Regions from separate parts of the Mus musculus genome. Here region 1 is linked to region 2. Evidence: chromatin contacts called from public ChIA-PET data. All regions are on one chromosome and are shown on one strand. Each heading gives the region's core, a stretch centred on a gene start, on an enhancer-like site or on the middle of the called end of the contact. The rest is flanking DNA. Distances are from core to core; before and after follow the strand shown. Region 1 holds the start of Sumf2 (sulfatase modifying factor 2). Region 2 holds the start of Zfp11 (zinc finger protein 11).

The links. ChIA-PET counts read pairs in DNA pulled down with a chosen protein or histone mark.
Region 1: an RNA polymerase II ChIA-PET map of effector CD8 T cells shows a contact between it and region 2, with 7 read pairs. The contact joins the promoter of Sumf2 here to the promoter of Zfp11 in region 2. A contact is called at or near these places in 1 of 39 promoter capture datasets (neural stem cells), 1 of 115 datasets of contacts at active chromatin or transcription factors (effector CD8 T cells) and 1 of 9 other capture datasets (pancreatic islet).

What each region holds. Positions count from the first base shown.
Region 1 is chr5:129,845,494-129,850,509 of GRCm38.p6, reverse strand. It overlaps Sumf2 (sulfatase modifying factor 2), which reads right to left and starts at 3,520. Exons shown (of 9, transcript NM_026445.2): 1 at 3,424-3,520; 2 at 453-609. The coding sequence starts at 3,514. It overlaps Cct6a (chaperonin containing Tcp1, subunit 6a (zeta)), which reads right to left. Exons shown (of 13, transcript NM_009838.2): 12 at 4,855-4,927; 13 at 4,067-4,762. The coding sequence ends at 4,690.
Region 2 is chr5:129,668,391-129,673,387 of GRCm38.p6, reverse strand. It overlaps Zfp11 (zinc finger protein 11), which reads left to right and starts at 3,300. Exons shown (of 3, transcript NM_172462.4): 1 at 3,300-3,328.

The DNA.
Region 1 (5,016 bases), core at 2,271-4,770, 180 kb before region 2:
TGGGTTAGGGAAGGTGGCAGCCCACACCTTTAACCCCAGCACAGAGGAGGCAGTGGTGGGAAGATCTCTGAGCTCAAAGACAGTCTGGTCTACACAGTGAGGTCCAGGACAGCTAAACAAAGAGGACTCAAGTTTGATTCCCAACAACCACACGGCAGCTCACAACCTCCTACAACTCCCGTTCCAGGGGATCCAATGCCCTCTTCTGACCTCCGAGGGCACCAGGTCTGCACGTGGGTGCACACACTAAACGCAGGCAAAGCATTCATGTGCCATAAAATAAGAAAACAAATATCTAAACTTTAAAAAATAAAAATCGAGAGTCTATCTTTCGTGATTTGTAAGCTGCGTTTCGGATCAATCTCTCATAGCTATCTCTTTATTAGGAATAAAGGTTAGAATTAGAAAGATTAGAAAGAACCCTTAGCCCTGCACCGAAAAACTGGAAATACCTGAAGTCTTTATTGGTGACTGGAAATATGTCGATGGCAAAGGGTTTTACTGTCACTTCCCGGGCAGGCCCTTCACCGTCTCTGCCATCTGGAGCGTCTGTCCCCATCAGAAACCGGCCACCTGGCAGATGCACCATGGCAGGATCCTGGGCATGTCCTGCAGAACAGGACAGGTGCTAGTAACGCATACAGATATATGCACAGAGATAGGGCTGCATTGTTTGTTTAGTTCAATTTTACAATAATAATAATTTTTGAGACATAGTTTTTCTGTGTAGCCCTGCTGTCCTGGAACTCACTCTGTAGACCAGGCTGGCCTCGAACTCAGAAATCTGCCTGCCTCTGACTCCCAAGTGCTGGGATTAAAGGCGTGCGCCACTATTGCCTGGCAACTCTTTGCTTTCTAAACATGTTTATTTTATGAGTGTGTATCTACCGTGAGTGAGTATGCCTGGTACCCACAGAGGCCAGAAGAGGGCACTGAGTCATCTGGAACAAGACAGATGCAAGCTGCCATGTGGGTGCTGGGAACCAAGCCTAGGTCCTCGTCCTACAGGAACAACAAGTGCTCTTAACTGCCGAGTCACCTCTCCAGACCATACTTGATTACTTACATACCTCTCTTGCCTCAGCTAGGTCAATTTAGAAACTGTAACTTCAAATACATGTACATTTTTCACCCACACTCCCTCTACCACCCGCTCTGACCTTTGGAGACAGGGTCTTACTATATAGTTCAGGCTGGCCTTGAACTCACAGACATCAGCTTGCCTCTGCCTCCCAAGTGCTGGGATTAGTACGTAAGCCACTACACCACTCACACTTCATGCTGTTTCTTTCCCTCTCCCTTTGTACTGTTGAACACTTTACTGTTTTATTTTTGAGATGAAGGCTCATGCAGCCCAGGCCAGCTTAGAACTAGGTATCCAAGGATGATGCTGACTTCCTGATGACAGGGAACAGGTAGGTGTGTACCACTTGGCCCAGTTCATGTGATGCTGGGGATGGAAATCAGGTTTCACATTAAGCAAGCACTGTACAAATGAATCACACCCATAATTTATGTGCATATTACTTTTTTATTTTTGTGTGAGATAGGGTTTTTCTGCATGGCAATCTTTCTGATTTAAAAACAAAACAAAACAAAACAAAAAAACAACCCAAACAATTCTACAGCTCCTTCACCCCAGGGACCCTCCCATCTCTGCCTCACCAATGCTAAGATTGCAGGCATGTGGCACTGTGCCCCAGGCTCAAGAACTTGATGTGTGTGTCACAGGGAATTGAAACCAGGGTCTCACATATGCTATGTGGTGCTCGACCCTAGCTTCTCATTTTAAAATTAGTTGCTTTTTTCCCTTATTTTAGTTTTTGATGACAAGGTCACCCTACTCCCACCCCACTCCAACCCTGGGCTGGCCTGAAAAGAAATCACTATATAGATGGACTAGCCTTGCTTGGCAGTCACAGAGATCTACCTACCTTTGCCTCTCAAGAGATTAAAGGTGTATAAGCAACCAGACCCTGCTTTTCAGGGTCTTATATTTAACCCTCTTCTCATTCTGATACAATTCTACCCATCTCAAGAATAATCCCGAGAGGGCAAAAAAAACCGAGTGAGTAGGGAGATCTCAAATTAAAGGGGAATGAAATATCAAGCTGCAATATAAACTGTAGTTTGATTGTAATTTAACAAACTAACATTTTAAAAAATATTTTTAGGGTTGAGCAGTGGTGGCCCTTTAATCCCAGCACTTGGAAGGTAGAGGCAGGCATTTCTCTGAGTTTGAGCCCTGTCTGGTCTACAGAATGAGTCCAGGACAGCCAAGGATACACAGAGAAACTCTGTCTCTAAAAGCCAAAATTAAATTTTTTTTAAGGACCAGGTTAAATCTTCTGTCCTTTGCCAGTATCTGTACACTCACGGCACACAAACACATACATAAAAAGTGGACACCTCTAAGCCCCAGCATACAGAGGCAGAAACTGATGGATCTTTGTGATTTGAGGCCAGCCTGGTCTACATAGTGAGATTCTGTCACATAACAAACTACAATCTAAGACCATATTTTATGCCTTATAATCCCAATTCTAAAGAAGCTGTCGCTGGAGATCACAAGCTCAAGACAAGCTAGGGCTACACAGTCAAGACCTTTATACCAAAATAAATAAATAAATAATTAAATAAATAAATAACCCACCCTCACCCCCCCCCAAAAAAAAAAACCAAACCCCTAAACAAGGGGCCTCTGCGCCGTAGCTTAGCTGAGAGAGTGCTTGAATCTCTATGAATTTGAGGTTAGCCTGGTCTATGTTCCAGGCCAGACAAGGCGACATAGTTGAGCCTCTGCCTCAAGTATAAAATAAAATAGGATATTAGTATATAAGAGCTCCTGTTGCTCTCGAAGACGCTCCGTTTTCAGTCTCCAGCACCCAAGCAGTGGTTTATAACCATGTTTCTTCTGTTGTAGGGATCCAACCTGACCTCCGCCGGCACCAGACACCCTCGTGGTGCACCTATATACGAGGTTGCAAAACACTCATACACATAAAATATCCTAAGAAAAACTGAATCCAAAAGTAACTAGAGATAAAAGGTGCATTTAAACAACATTTTGAGTATCCGATTACTATGTATGTGACTTAAGCGTATCTTTAACTTTCAAAGCTTTCTACAAATAAAAGCTACGAGTCACACGAGTGCACCAGCTCAAGACATGGAAATGGAGAAAAGGAAAATCAGAATGCCTTACTCCCAACGCCCCAGACAGGGCTGAATACCAGAAGAGACCCTGCTTCAAAAAAAGAAAAAAAAAAAGAAAAAGTGCAGTTTCATGATGGCCAGCCCCAGCAAGTAGCCCGAGACCCTGCAAACCCCCTCCGAGGTTAGGGTAGCATCTAGAGCGCAGGATACAGTCACTTTCAGGTGTTCAAGGATAAGGGTGATATAGGCACAGAGCCACACACTGACCTAGCTGAAGCCTGGGGCAGGACAGGAGCCACAGCAGCAACACCGGAGGGAGCAAGGAACCCATGCTGGGGAACCAGAACTCAGAGCGCATGCGTCTGCTCGGGCGCTTCTTCGCGCCTGCGCACTCGCACTGACTCAGTGACCAATGGCAGGGCGCTCCTTGGGAGCTTGCCTGTCAGGCCCGCCCATGAATGAACACAGGCCCACACCCATCCTACTCTGATTTTATCTGACTGCTTTTGTGTGATGTTAACACCCTTGCAGGTCCAATGTGCTGCAGTCTCAGCTGGCTAGAAGTTGCCCACGGTGCTGGGCACTAACTGCCTGTCTGTGAGAACCAGTAGTACGTAGCTGAGCCAACTCTCCACCCAGATATTTTCCTCTATTCAGTTGAGCTGTTCACTCACTCACTGTGGAATACGGAGCCAGCCCCTCTCCCCAAGTATCACACATAAAATCAAGTACATGAAAACCAAAGAGATAAGCTGTTACAGGTATGATGCAAAACCAAGATAGAAAATAGCCTAAAAAATCTTGTTTCACCCAAACCCTTATTCTTCAACAACCGTCCTTTTGGCTGTTAAATGTGTAACTCTCTCAGCCTCTTGTGTTCCCATGTCTGGAAGTTGGGTGGCAGAGTTCTGACCTTCCAGCCTCCACGGAGTAACTTGGCTTTATTAGCTTTTCTGAAGCATTTTCAGTCATTTCAAGTGTGAATGATCCAGTAGCTTCACTCTTTAAGTATTTATTAGACATTATGAAACCCATAAATTACCCAGATGTGTTTTACACTGGCAAGGATCTTACATGTTTAACAGGGAGTTGGCTGGATAATTTCAAATACATCCACAACAAATTATTCTTTCGACCTGGGGTCTCCTGTAGCCTGAGTTGGCATAGAAATTCCGGACTATTTCCAAAGGGCTAGGCTTACAGGCATGTGTCACCATGCCTTATTTAGGAGAAAACCATTACAAACTTTCAAAGAACACTTACGGAACAAGGGTAGACAACATGCTTATCTTATGTAATTTTTGTATCGGTGTAGCTAAAACATCTTGTTCAGTGGGTTGAAAAAGAGCTGCTTTGAGTGTCTTCAGATACTCAAGGCAAAAATAAAATAAAATTTTACAGTATAATTTGAATAGGTGTCAAATGTCCCGTTTCTTTTCTCCAATCAGGAAGAGAAAATTTTTTTCCAAATCACTTGAAGCTTGGACAAAAATAACCATTCCCCCCAACATCCTGTAGTATCACAGGCAGGCCTCAACCCTTCAGAGAGGACATCCCAGCTCGCATGATCTCGTCGACCAGGAGAATGTTGGTGGCGATCACAGTACTGAAAAGGAGGAAGAGAGGACAGATGAGCTATCAACCCAAACTGCTGTGTCTGCCGCCCGCCCGCGAGCCGCCATGATCGTGTACACTCACCAGGAGTGTAGCAGCTGCTTCTTCACACAGTAGTTATCCCACACACCCATCTCTGCAGCCACCATCGGCTCACCTGCAAATAACCAAGAGCACCAAAGGCTTTTTTCATATATTTTATGAACCCTACCAATTCTAAAACAGAAAACATGGGCCAATTGAGAC
Region 2 (4,997 bases), core at 2,051-4,550:
ATATTTAAGTGTCTGAGTGCTTCAGGGTTCTGGAAGCAGCCAGGCTGGGAACAACAGCAGTTGGGAGAGAGTCTAGTACACATCTACTTGGGTTGCAGAGGCCAGGTCCTAGGTAGCTGGTGTCAGTTACCTGAAAGTGAAAAGTCTGTGTCAGGGCACAGAGACTGGCAAGCACCAGCCTAGGCTGATTATTAGTAATGGGAGGAATTGTGCAGTAAATAATTAGCAGATCTTTCCATTTGTTGATCTTCATGCCATCCAAATTACTGAATAAATAATTAATCCCTTAATAAGTCAAAATAAATTGCAATTATGATTGTGAGGTAATTTCTTCTCATTGTCAAGTCTGTGTGAAGGCTGCCTGCCCAGAGAAGTAACACACTATAAATGTTATTAAGTAATGGCTATCCTCACATTGTTTGCATTGTATCATTTTTATTATACTATAATTTGAAAACACGAATTAAATTCAGATAATGATGTCTTTCCTAATTTCTCATGTTTCAGACTCTATTGGGCAATTTCATATATTAACCTTCCAAATAAGTCTTAGTTTTTGTTTGTTTGTTTGTTTTAGTTACTCTTATTAAAGAAAATGTGTTAAGTTTCTGATGAGCTAATAATGTAAATTACTTCAGGGGGAATCCTTTTTTTTTTTTTTTTTTTTTGTGGTTTTTCAAGACAGGGTTTCTCTGTATAGCCCTGGCTGCCCTGGAACTCACTCTGTAGACCAGGCTGGCCTTGAACTCAGAAATCTGCCTGCCTCTACCTCCCAAGTGCTGAGATTAAAGGCATGCACCACCACGCCTGGCTCAGGGGGAATCCTTTAATGGTGGATTTTTTTCATGCACCTACTTGGTGTATGGAATTGAGTCTGTACACTGGCAAGTTCATTTTGAGGCATCTGAGCCTCCGTTGTATTTCTTCTTGGCCACACTGCTGAAAGATACCTCAGGCTGCCACCCATTCCATTCATGCTGCTTTTAGAGACTGCGGTATAGTCTTTATCCGCCCTTTTGAAGCAGTCTTATGTTCACACGGCACACCTAATTCATCATGACAGTATGCTGCCCCTTGCCACATACAGTTAGGTGCCCACTCTGGGAGTCCCAATCAAGAACACTATACTCAAGGAGATAGCTGGCCTTTGGTTGGATGTCTCATCACTCGTCACAGGGAGCATGTAACCGTTGCCACAGCAAGGAGGCGCATCATCCTCTACCATGAGGGACAAGGTGGCCATAGTGAGATGGCCTCTATGGACAACCCACTCACAGATCAACTCCAGTTGCACATCTTATCATCTGTTGCTGGGACATTCAACGACTCTTCCCAAGCTCACTGTTTGACTCTTCATGTGGAAATGTGACTAGATGCTTGTTCACCCCAGCAGGGTACCAATCACAGACAAGGAAACAACTCCAGGACTCACTGAGTTCAGTGTAGTGAGACAGCGAGTTCATTTGGGTTACTTGTGGGGAGTATGGATGAAGCATTACAGGAGTGAGGAGGACCAAGAAGCAGATACAGCTCTGAAAACTCATCACAGCATGAGCGATGACATCAAAAGCTACACCCCTAGCACCTGATGTCACATGGTCATCACGGTCATCATGCTGTTTTTTTTTTTTTGTTTTTTTTTTGTTTTTTTTTTTTTTTTTAATTTCAGGAGCTGCTGTCATTCAAGGATGTCTCCGTTGATTTCTCTCCAGAAGAGCAGGAATGCTTAGACCCTGCTTGGTGGAATTTGTATAGAAATGTGATGGTGGAAAACTACAGAAACCTTGTCTCTCTGAGTGAGGATCTCTCCCCTACAGAATTCCCAACCTCCTGCCCATATTTCACTCCCTCCCTTCATTAAATATTTCTCAGGAGCTTACACTTTGCAGGGAAGTCGTGGGCAGGTTCATTTTAACTGTATTTCCTTTAAAAATCTCCTTCCTTGATGGAGGATGCTTCTTACACTCTCATCGGTGGTGATTGTAGGAGTTTGTTGGCATGAAGTGTCATGAATTACAGTCCAAATCTTCCCTTTGATTCAGTCATATGTGCAAGTGAGTCTTTCATCTCCAAACTGAAGATTCTTCATGCGTACTCTACTGTAGGAAACCACTGGGGGAAAAGCTGAGCAATGTAAGCTGAAAATAATTCTATGTAAGCTGAGCAAGCCAGTAAACAGCACTCCACTATGGCCTCTGCATCAGTTCCTGCCTCCAGGTTCCTGCCCTTTTTGAGTTCCTGTCCTGTTTCCTTCAGTGATGAAGAGTGCTCTAGAAGTGTAAGCAAAACAAACCCTTTCCTCCCCAAGTTGCTTTGGTCATGGTGTTTCACAGCAATAGTAACGCTAAGACATACACCATAGTCAAACTAGAAATATCCAAAGATTAACTGAAAATCAAGAGAGAAATAAGCAAAATCAACACATATCTAGCAAAGTATGATCTCAGTTACAGAAATAATCTAATCAGAATTAGAAATTTAAAAGTGAAGCCAGAGGTTGTGGCATACACCTTTAATCCCAGCGCTTGGGAGCAGAGGCAGGTGGATTTCTTAGTTTAAAGCCGCCATGATCTACAGAGTTCCAGAACAGCCAGAGATACACAGAGAAACCCTGTCACAACAAACAAACAAACAAACAACAAGTTTCTTTAAAGTCAAAGAAAAAGACTATCAATATAGGATTCTGTATTCATCAGCGCATTCTTTCCAGAACAAAGTGGGAGTCAGGTTGCCCTGACATGCCATGATATCTAATACATATCTAACAGGGGTTTGAAGCAACTATATGGAAATGCAAAAAAACAAAAACAAAAACAAAAACAAAAAACAAAAAACAAAAAACAAAAAACAAAACAAAAACATTGTACAAAATTCTTAAGAGAATTGTCAAAAATAATCTATACAGCAAAGACCTATCATTTTTGTCCCTACTCAGCCTGGAAGTGATAACTTGCAGTGTTAATCAAGGCTGTGGGATGCCAAAAGTGGTCTGCATCCAGGTCCCTTAGACTGAGAACTACCATGGAGACAGACTTCATTCTGTCTTGGCGGGCTTTGGGTGGGGTGCCACCATCACTGGAGACCGTTTCCTATTTGCACCTCCGGTCCAGCTCTTGCCAGCCAGCCTGTTGCCCTCACCACTTGGACTCCCAGGGAGGATTATTCCTAGCCACCTCGGAACCCAAACACTCTCCGGGTCACCGCGGAACCCGGAGACCCGGGAACCCAGATACCCCGGAACGGAAGCCTGCGGAAACCGGAGACCAGAGAACCCGGACACTCTGGAACGGGACACCGCGGAAAAGATCCGTTCCGGAATCGGGACAAGGTGAGTCCGGGCTCGGCCTCCGAGCAGGGAGGTGGTTTTTGTAGATGCAGCGGTGCGGGATCGGCGGCCAGTCCCGGGTCGGGTCGAGTTCTCTAGGGCATCTGTCAGCTCGCGGCGAGGGCCCAAGGCTGGCAGCCCGATGGCGGGATACTGGGGACATCCCGACTCCCCGTGTGCCGGTCCTGCCCGAGAAAAGCCCTGAGCTGGGGTCCGCACCCACTTCTCCCCAGCGGCCTGCACCTTGGACAGTAAATTCCTACGAATTTCCCATGTCTTCACATTAAACTGTCCCCGCGTATCAAACAAATTCTTGTGCTTTTTATATTTCTGCCCCCCCCCGCCCCCGTGCACATCGGGTAGCAATGCAAAAGGACTTGTTTTGTGTTCGTGAACCGTGCGTCTGTGCAGAAAGCACTGGACAGCTATTAATTAGAATCCTAGTAAAACTTTTCACGTCACTCCTTCTCCCTAGGCACGGGCACTTTAGCACGAAAAACCTTTGGGTTGAGCTTTCCCCTGGCTGATTTCAGAGGTGATACATATGCCTTTTTTCTTTTTCTTTTTTCTTTTTTTGGTACTGGATTTCAGTACTTCTGACCTCAAGCGCAGGTACTAGGTGCTACCGGTGCCATGTCCCAGATTAGGAGTTGTTAAGGTCCCTGGGATTCTGTCCTCGGCGGATCTGTGAGCCTGCAGCCTTTAAGGCTGGTTACCAAAGGGATACAGGGACTGTTTTATTTACATATCTTGGCTACTGTAATATTATAACTGTGTCCTCATCTTGGTATATTTACTCTCTATTGTGACTTATGGGTCATACAGTAAGCCAGCTTTAACTTTTTTTTCAAGAGCTTTCACGTTATTTAAAAATTCATATACTCACCTTGCCAATAGTTCCCAAGGACTGCCCCTCCCTGTGTTTATGTTCCCTAGACCCCCCTCCCCCCTTTTGTTTTTTCTTTAATGACAGACATCTCTTCAAGTAGCCCATTCTGGCCTGGAAGTTTCCTTTTTTTTTTGGTTGATGCCTCCTGAGTGCTGGGTTAGCTTTTTGGTAAGAGCTCCCAGTCCTGGGTTTAATCGTTGTTGCAAATAAATGAGAGTCCATGCTTTGACATAGCTCCTGGAAGCATATACTAGAAACACTTCAGGACTGTACAGGGACCTGTGATTTCTAGCTTTTTTACCTCATGACTACTACCCTGTGACTGTGCTTACACGTGTGTGTATAGTTATTCACTGCCTGAGGTCTAGGGAGACTTTTCATCACCTTTGTTTCCAAAAAGTTTGGCAGTTCATATATGGATCCTTTAATGAAAGATTGGGGGGGGGGTCAGTGCCCTGCCCCCCCCCCCAACCAATTCCATGAAGTTTAAGGATGCTCTGTTTGTTCCAACAACAACAACAAAAGCCTGAAGGATTCCAAATGCTCTCTTTTTCTAGTATTCTCTCTTCTTCGGTTTACTGATACCATGGTCAACTCTGTTGTTGTGCGTTCTCTGAAATGATCAGCATGTTAGCATGTACCTGTACACGCTTGTATTTCTAGCCATTGGAATAATGCCCGAGGGACTGAGTTAAGGACCAGCTTGGCCTTCACAGGGAATACCAGGCCACCTAGGTAACATCTTAAGACCCTGTTTCAATAAACACATCAGTCAATTATCTG